2 separate regions of the Mus musculus genome follow, and region 1 is linked to region 2. Evidence: chromatin contacts called from public HiChIP or PLAC-seq data. All regions are on one chromosome and are shown on one strand. Each heading gives the region's core, a stretch centred on a gene start, on an enhancer-like site or on the middle of the called end of the contact. The rest is flanking DNA. Distances are from core to core; before and after follow the strand shown. Region 1 has its middle 6.7 kb from the start of Spaca7. Region 2 has its middle 26 kb from the start of Gm33029.

The links. HiChIP or PLAC-seq counts read pairs in DNA pulled down with a chosen protein or histone mark.
Region 1: an H3K4me3 HiChIP or PLAC-seq map of embryonic basal ganglia shows a contact between it and region 2, with 2.6 times the contacts expected there. The contact joins two enhancer-like sites. A contact is called at or near these places in 13 of 39 promoter capture datasets (the 3T3-L1 cell line, the C10 cell line, HPC-7-derived erythroid cells and 7 more), 1 of 15 datasets of contacts at CTCF or cohesin (embryonic stem cells), 6 of 484 Hi-C or Micro-C datasets (all in embryonic stem cells), 2 of 115 datasets of contacts at active chromatin or transcription factors (embryonic basal ganglia and kidney) and 2 of 9 other capture datasets (embryonic stem cells and liver).

Annotation. Positions count from the first base shown.
Region 1 is chr8:12,564,417-12,568,274 of GRCm38.p6, forward strand. No RefSeq gene overlaps it. Among named protein-coding and RNA genes, the nearest start is that of Spaca7, 6.7 kb to the right of the region's middle. Within about 2 kb of position 1,360, at least 38 of the 459 cell types and tissues checked have an H3K27ac peak or open chromatin away from gene starts, as enhancers often do. A contact at or near this core is called in embryonic basal ganglia, where this site is marked.
Region 2 is chr8:12,212,061-12,215,985 of GRCm38.p6, forward strand. No RefSeq gene overlaps it. Among named protein-coding and RNA genes, the nearest start is that of Gm33029, 26 kb to the right of the region's middle. Within about 2 kb of position 2,386, at least 18 of the 459 cell types and tissues checked have an H3K27ac peak or open chromatin away from gene starts, as enhancers often do. A contact at or near this core is called in embryonic basal ganglia, where this site is marked.

The DNA.
Region 1 (3,858 bases), core at 110-2,609, 350 kb after region 2:
ACTATTTCAAGCAAAAGGAGCGGTTTTGATGGTCACCTGAGCCTATGAAGAAGGTCCCCTCTGAGCCAATGCTTTCCAAGGAGCTGTGTACTGTGTCGACATCTATGGTTGGTTCTGTGAACTGCAGAATCGCTGCTGAGTTTGCACTCCAGTCAGCAGGAACCAGGGCAGCTGACCCCTACAAAGCATTCTATTCACCACGAGGTTGAATCAGTTGGCAGAGCAAACTTTCCCAAGCTTCCCTATGGGACATTTGAGGAACCAGAAACAATCTCTGACCTGTAGGGGGAAAGATTCTACCTTTTTCCTGTAACCTTGGAGTTGGGTAAATCACATGAGGAGCAGAAAAGAGCTGGGGAGGGAATATGAAAGAAATGATATGCCAGGCAAAAAAAGAAGGATATGAAATCTACATTTGTGTGTATGTGTGCCTGTGACATGCATGAGTACAGAGTACATATGTGAGTATGTACATATATGTGCAATCATGTGTGCACATGTGTATATGTATTATGAATGTATATGCACATTCGTGCCCATGCATGTGTGAATGTACATGTGTATATATGTACATGTATGCTCATGTGTGTGCATCTGCATGTGTGAATGTACATGTGTATATGTACATGTATGTTCATGTGTGCATATGCACGTGTGAGTGTACATGTGTAAGTATACATGTATGTTCATGTGTATATGTACATGTATGTTCAAGTGTGTGCATGTACATGTATATATGTGTTGTGAATACATGAGCCTGTGTATGTATGAATTCATGTGTCTCTCCAAATCTGTGTATATGACAAACAACTGGCTCTCTGTGATTTGAAATGTAAGATGTTTTGAAAACTGTTCTTTCTCTGGGGTTGGGATCTTTATGCCTTGAGAACTTCAACAACCTTGGCATCCCTCTTAAAATGACTTCAGGAAGAAAGATGCATTATGTGTAAGGTGAAGGTCTATGGGTAACATAAAACTTTAGTCCCAGTTGACATCCCTCAGTCTAAGTTCCCATCTGCTGGCGAGGCTCGGCCTGCAGGAGCACACAGCTCAGCACCCCCTTCGCCCCACGTTTCCAGCACCTTTGTTCTGAGTTTTAAAGAACCCTGACTAATTCACTTTAGCCGAAAGCTAATCCTACACTGTAAGGCTAAGTATAAAACAAGTGACGTTCTCAAAGGGGGTGACAGAAATGAGCAGGGGGGATCGCTGAGTGCTCGTTAGCTGCGTGTTGTCACGTTAACTATGGGGTGTAACACCAATTTTCTCTTCTTTGTCATTTGCCAACACTATCCCCCTCCACAGAGCAGTCTGGCAGGGAGAGGCTCTCGGCAGCTGCTCACCCTCCTCTGCCCTGTGGAGGCCCGGAACTTTGCCTCCGTGGCCATGAGCCCCAGGAAGGGTAGCCACCCCGGACCAGTCACTGCCAGATCTGCCTGTCCAGAAAACTGTTAGGTGTTGGGATAAAGAAAACCCTCTGAGGCTTCTAAGCTAACACTGTGGATTTTTTTTTTTTAATATTCTTTGGAGGGCTGGATATATGGCTCAGCCATTGAAGGCTAGGCTTCAAAATATAAAATATTCTTTGGGGGCTGGAGAGATGGCTCAGCAGCTAAGAACTGCTTGCTGCGCTTGTAGAGGACCCAGATTTCCCTCTTAGCATCTACACTGGGCAGCTCACAGCCGTGTGACCATCTGGTACTCCAGTTCCAAGAGATCTGATCCGTTTCCTGCTTCCTGGGGACCTTACTGTTTATAAACTCACCCAGGTTCACACACATACACATATATATATATTTTAATTAAAATGTGCCACAGTAAGTGTGCATGTATGTGTGTTCTTGTGCATGCAAGTGCACCTATGCATATGCATGCGTGCGCGTGCGTGTGCATGTGCGTGTGTGTGTGTGTGTGTGTGTGTGTGTGTGTGTGTGTGTTTGTATGCACATGTACATGTGTGTGTATAGGCCAGAGGTCAATATTGGATGTAGGGTCTTAGGCAACTTTCACTTTTATTGTTGTTTTGAGACAGGGTCTTCGACTAGGAGCTCGGATCACCAATCACAAGAGGCCAGCCAGCCGGCAAGTCCCCAGCATCTGCTTGCCACTAAGCTTACAAGCCTTGAGATCAATTACAGGCTCCCACTGCCACGCCCAGCTTTTTAAGAGTGGGTTCTGGTGGACAAAATTCAGGCCCCTGTGCTTGCACAGCAAGCACTTTATCAGCTGAGATATCTCCACAGCTTTCCAGTTTTAATCCTTAGTCACTATTAGACCCAATAACTGGAGGCCTGGCACTCTGCGTAGATGCTGTGTCCCACAGAGGACATCTGAGGGGCGAGCATGCTATGTCCTGCTCCCCACAGCTGTAGGGCTGGGAGGAGTGCTGAAGCTCTGTCAGCCGAAGCTCTGAGTGAGCGCGTTACCATCAGCTGCTTGAACTCTGCTTGTCCTCCTCATCAGCGAGGTTCTGAAAACACACACACACACACACACACACACACACACCAAAACAAACGAAACTCAAAACTAGGGACTGGGGAGATGGCTCAGTCAGCTAAGCACTTGCAGCAAAAGCAAGCAGCCCGGAGTTCAGTTCCCTCCCCTCCCAACCCCCCACCACTCCAAACCCCCATCCCACCCCCAACCCCCACCCCAGCCCCACAGTAAAAGGCAGCCCACCCCCAGGCAATCCTCTATGGTCTCCACATGGAGAAGCAGGGATAGGAGGTTCCGGGGGGGGGGGGGGTCTCTGGTCTGTCTGGACAAAGCACTGAGGCTCAGGTTTAGTAAGAGACCCTGTCTCATCAAAAGAAAGTAGAGTCATGGAGAACACTTGGTGTCAGTTTCTGGCTTTCACATATGTGTGCACACATACACACACATGCACATATATAAATACATATAAGAAAACTAAATTTAAACTCTGCTAATGGAACCCTTCTCTTCAGTAATGTTTTACCAATAATCAGTTGTCTGAATAAAGATTTGTGTGTGTGTGCAAATGTTTCTTATGTGTTTGTGTACATATATATGTGTGTGCACGTGTATGCACAACCTCAGGTGGTTGTATCATTCCTCAAGACCTGTCCACCTTTTGTTGTTGTTGTCGAGTCAGCAGGGCCAGGATGGCTGGCCAGTGAACCCCAGGGATCCGCCTGTCTCTACCTCCTTCCTAGTGCTGAGACTGTAAGCATGAGCCAACACATGGAGGGTTTGGTTGGATGTTTTTAAGATGGGTTCTAAGAATGGATCTCAGATCTTCATGCAAAGCAAGCACTTTACCAAAGGAGCCAAGTTCCCAACCCCTAAGTGAGTACCTCTCACAGGTTTCCATCCACTCTGACCTCCCTCCCTCCCTCCCTCCCTCCCTCCCTCCCTCCCTCCCTCCCTCCCTCCCTTCCAGCTTTCCACTGCTCACTAAATTCTCTCCACAGTGTCTTCCCTTTCAGCAGAACCACCCTTGCTCAGCCACTCCATTGTGCGCTGCACACCCATGAGCCGTGCCCTGTGTTTTAGTGAAGGAAAGGCTGTGATGATAGGCTATGTGGCCTCAGGACCCACAGCTTGAAGAAGAACACTCGAATGTCCACAGAGCAATGGCAGCAGCTGCCGCAGCTCAGCCCCAGGATGTGCCCAGGTAGTGACCACACTTGATTTTGCTAAAGTTCTTTCTTACAGCATAATTGTATTTCTTATTTTGAATCTTTAAAAAGCCAACAACTGACAGCACTGGATAGCACAGGCCTGACCACCATGAGCATTCCCTGCTAGCTGCTGGGCTCGGTCTGAAGCAGCTCCCACACTGGTGGCCCTGGGTGTCTGCCACAGTGCACATTGGGTGGTGTTGAACTGGGG
Region 2 (3,925 bases), core at 1,136-3,635:
ACCGTGGTGTCGGCTTGCATGAACACATAGAACAAAGCCAACCGTCCCTGCATGTTTTCTGATTCAGTCCCATAATTGGGTGAATTTCGCCTTGGGCAGGGAAGCTGATTTTAGTTACTCTCGAGGGAAGTTTAGAGGCAAGAGCTCTCTAGGGCCGTACTGGGAAGTGGTAGGTTCCCTTCCTAGAACATGGCAAGGTTCTGCCTGGATTTTTCCTTCTGACCCTGGAATGTTGGTGTCAGTGATACCCAGTGGAAGGTGGCACCTTCAGAAGGGGTGTGAGGAGTTTCCTCGGGCTTTGAGGTTACTGCTTCATGGGAAAGGGCGTCCCTGCCATCTGGGATGTGGTGTGGTCTTCAATGGGGCTGTGCTCAGCTTCAGAGGAGATTCTACCAGAGACATTTTGGACATCTGAGAACAGCATGGACATCAAGGGGCAAGGCAAGATTAGTACCTGCATGATATGAGCCTCCAGGGAGCAAGTGACAAGGAGAGGGTCGGTCACAGGAAGCCACGTCAAGCCCATGGGTAGGGCTGTCTCATGAAACATAGGTATACATATTGTAGACATGGTGTCAGCCAAGACTTTGCCATAAAGATTCCCCAAGGAAAAAAAGTAACCAAAGCAACCAGGGCCAAGATGCTCACTACAGACTGTGGCCAGGCCAGCTTTGTGGTTACAGCTGCTCTGTGGAAAAAGGACAGCTCAAGTCACACACAGACAAGGTCTCTGTGACCAGAAAGCAAGAGAGGTGGCTATTGCTTTGGCGGGCGGAATGAAGGAGTGTGCACATGTTCATTAGAGCGGTGGCATGCACGTATGTGCTGCTATCTGGGGTCCAGCTCACCACATTGTCCTTAGGGAGCCTGGGCTCAGAGTGCAGAAGGTCTAGGCGCAAGCGCCTGTCACTCACCACGATTAAGCTGGAAGTGGGATCTTCTAAGAGGAGGAATTAGAGCTGCCTCTGCTCTGAGCGCTGAGGTGATCGGAGATGATGGAGTGTGTGGGATGACCTCTGTCCCCTATGTGATGGTCACCTCCCACACCTCTGCATGTATTTGTTTGTTTGTTTTAAGAATTATTTGTGTGTATGTATGTGTGTTTGTGTGTGTTACATACACTTGTTTTGAGTTCTCCCAGGAAGACCAGAGGCATCAAATCCCCTGGAGCTGAAGTTACAGGAGGTTGAGACCTGTGCTGGGAACCAAAATCAGGTCCTGCGCAAGAGAAGTTCAGGGTTTTACCCACTGAGCAACCCGTCTCTCTAGCACCCCTCCCTTCCCAATCTGGTTGTAACAATGTAGCTTTTGTTCTGCGGCTCTTCTGAACTACGGAGGGGACCCTGTTGAGGAATCCCCGTTCACAGACAGGCTGTGGACATTGAAATCCTTCCCTCCTCTCAGGCTCAGGGCTCACATCCACAGCCCAAATCTGAACTGTTTCTTCAACTCTGGTCCTTCAGGGGCGGGGCAGCATCCATCTTTTCTGGTCTCCCATAACACAGGCTAGCAGTGGAGCGGGTCAGCAGTGGTCCTGTGAGCAAACTTATCCCCTACCCTAGTGGTACTTGGGGTGAGGGATGCGGAAGTTCTCAGGACCACTGACAGGGGAGTCCTTCCCATACTTCAGTAGATCCAGCTGGTCCTGTGGTTTTCCAGCACCACCTCAGTTATCCAGAATTGCTCAGGCAACAGCTACATAGTTTAAACCAGTGTCAGCGGAGGGAGACTGGAGCAGTGGTTCAGCCGCTTTGAAAAGTCATTTCTGTAAGATTCCAGGATTGTCGCAAAGAGACCCTCCCTTCCAGAAGCAGTCCAGTGCTCCATGGTTACTCTGGGCAACACAACTGTCTGACCCTTGGTCGCTTGCCCTCTGGATGGGAGCTAGTAGCATGGATGGTGTGGGTGGGTAGACCCTTGCTCCACCTATCCCTTGCTCGTCCTAAGTGCTGTGAACATGGGCTGTGCATTCCACTCTGACTCCAGGAAGCATCCCTTCACTCTGCTCTTTTCTGTTGAAGTGTGACACTCAAATTTGAGGTGGGAGCAGAGATCAACAGCCCCTGTCAGCCGCTGTCAACCCAGGTGTGACAGTGCCGTCTTCCTAAATTGCTGCTAATCTTCCGGAGCCCCCCTCTCCCCGCACCCTCCATCTCCATGTTTGCTCACATCCCGTTAACACTTGAAATTTCGTTAACACTTGAAATTTCCCCTCCGAGGTGTCACCGTTTGCCATTTAGTGAGCAAGCGAGCGGGAAGAACGGGGAGAGGAGCCCGAGCCCCGGATTTGGGGAACTGGAAAAAAGCTGATTAGCTATTCAGGGAGGATAATCTTATTGAGAGAGCAGGAGCTGTATAAAGAATGCCTCTCCCTTCCCAGTAACAATCTTCTAATTATGTTGTCAGGCTCGCTGTTCAGTTCTCCCCCGTGACGCCAAGAGACCCGCTTCTATGTTAAGAAAGAGATTTCCTCTCTCTGATGCTGTTTGCCGATTTTTTTCTCCTCTTATTATTATTGTTTAAAGACTCTGTGTGTATTAAAGCAAACATTAAAACATGATTCATGCACAATGTAATCAGGACTGAGGGGGCACTTGGGCCTCCATGGAAGTGGGAAAGAAGGGGTGCCCCGAGGGGTGCTCAGGAGCCCAGGAGTTAAGTGGGTGTGTGTGTGTGTGTGTGTGGAGATTTTACGATTTTAGGCAGGCATGCAGCTTTTGCGTGGCAGGGGAATACGGTAGCAAGGGGATGCAGGTCAGGAGGGGAGGTGGGAAGCTGCCACAGTACAGACGTCACCAGCTCATTGGTTCTTTTCGCTGTGCGTTATGCTCTCCCACACCCTACTCTGATTAAAGGGGAAGAAGCTCAGGCTGTCAGGTCCGAGATCTGACGCTCCCACTCCCACCTCTGGCAGAAGCATGTTAGAGGGCAGGAAGACCGTGAGTAGAACAGGAAGAAAAGACTTCAGAGTCTGTCTTTATAGCTCAGGTGAACAGTGAGTTTAATTAGGCCCGAACACAGGAGCACAGACAACTTGAAAGCATCCGTATCCCAAAGGAAAATGTCTCAGTAACTAGTACCTGCTTTTGTATCCCTGGGGCAGGGCCTCATGCTTACTCCTCCCCATGGGGGAACGTTAGTATCCCTGGTCTTATACAAGTCTACTGCAGCCATTTGTGTTGCTGAGAGTTTAAGGGGGCCATTCCACACCAGCCTTCTACAGCAGTCTGAGCCAGCACAGCTCCTCGTACTTGTGACACTGACTGGGGTGGGGGTGGGGTGGCATAGAACATTCTGGAACTATCATGGAAGAAACAGAGGTGGCCTGGATGTACAGAAAGTGTGTGCATCCTCCAGATATCTGTACTTCTCCAGATAACTGGCGTTAGGGAGAGAGGCCTGCAGGCCCTGCCCTCAAAGCCGAAAAGGAGGTATGGTCTGAGAACCACAGAGGCAAAATGGCTTCGTCTTCCTGCCAGGTGGGGTGAGAGGAGTCAGGACAGCAGACAAGTCTACCCTGTGAGTTGTGTAGCCCCCTGCTTCTGTCAGGCAGGTACGTGGTCCCCAGTTCAGTCTGGTCCTCAGCTAATTCCCAGAGCCACTGTCCACCGAAGGCTGTAGAAGACATAAAGGAAATAAGTATGAGCAAATGTACTCTTTGTTCTAAGAAGTAAGATGGCTTCACAGGAAGGTTCTGGATGGGCAGTTAGTACCCACAAGTACTGAGGTGGCCCTTTGCACCTGGGAGGGGACAAGCCAGTGTCTCTCACCACAGAGAAGTATAGAGCTACACTAAGGGGTTATAAGGCTACCAGGCATGTCTGACTTTTTGCCATTGATGCAAGCCATTGTCATTTACATTGGGTTAGATTATAGTTTTGAATTGGGACACATTGCTAACTGTCCTGGGCCTGCCTCCTGCAGC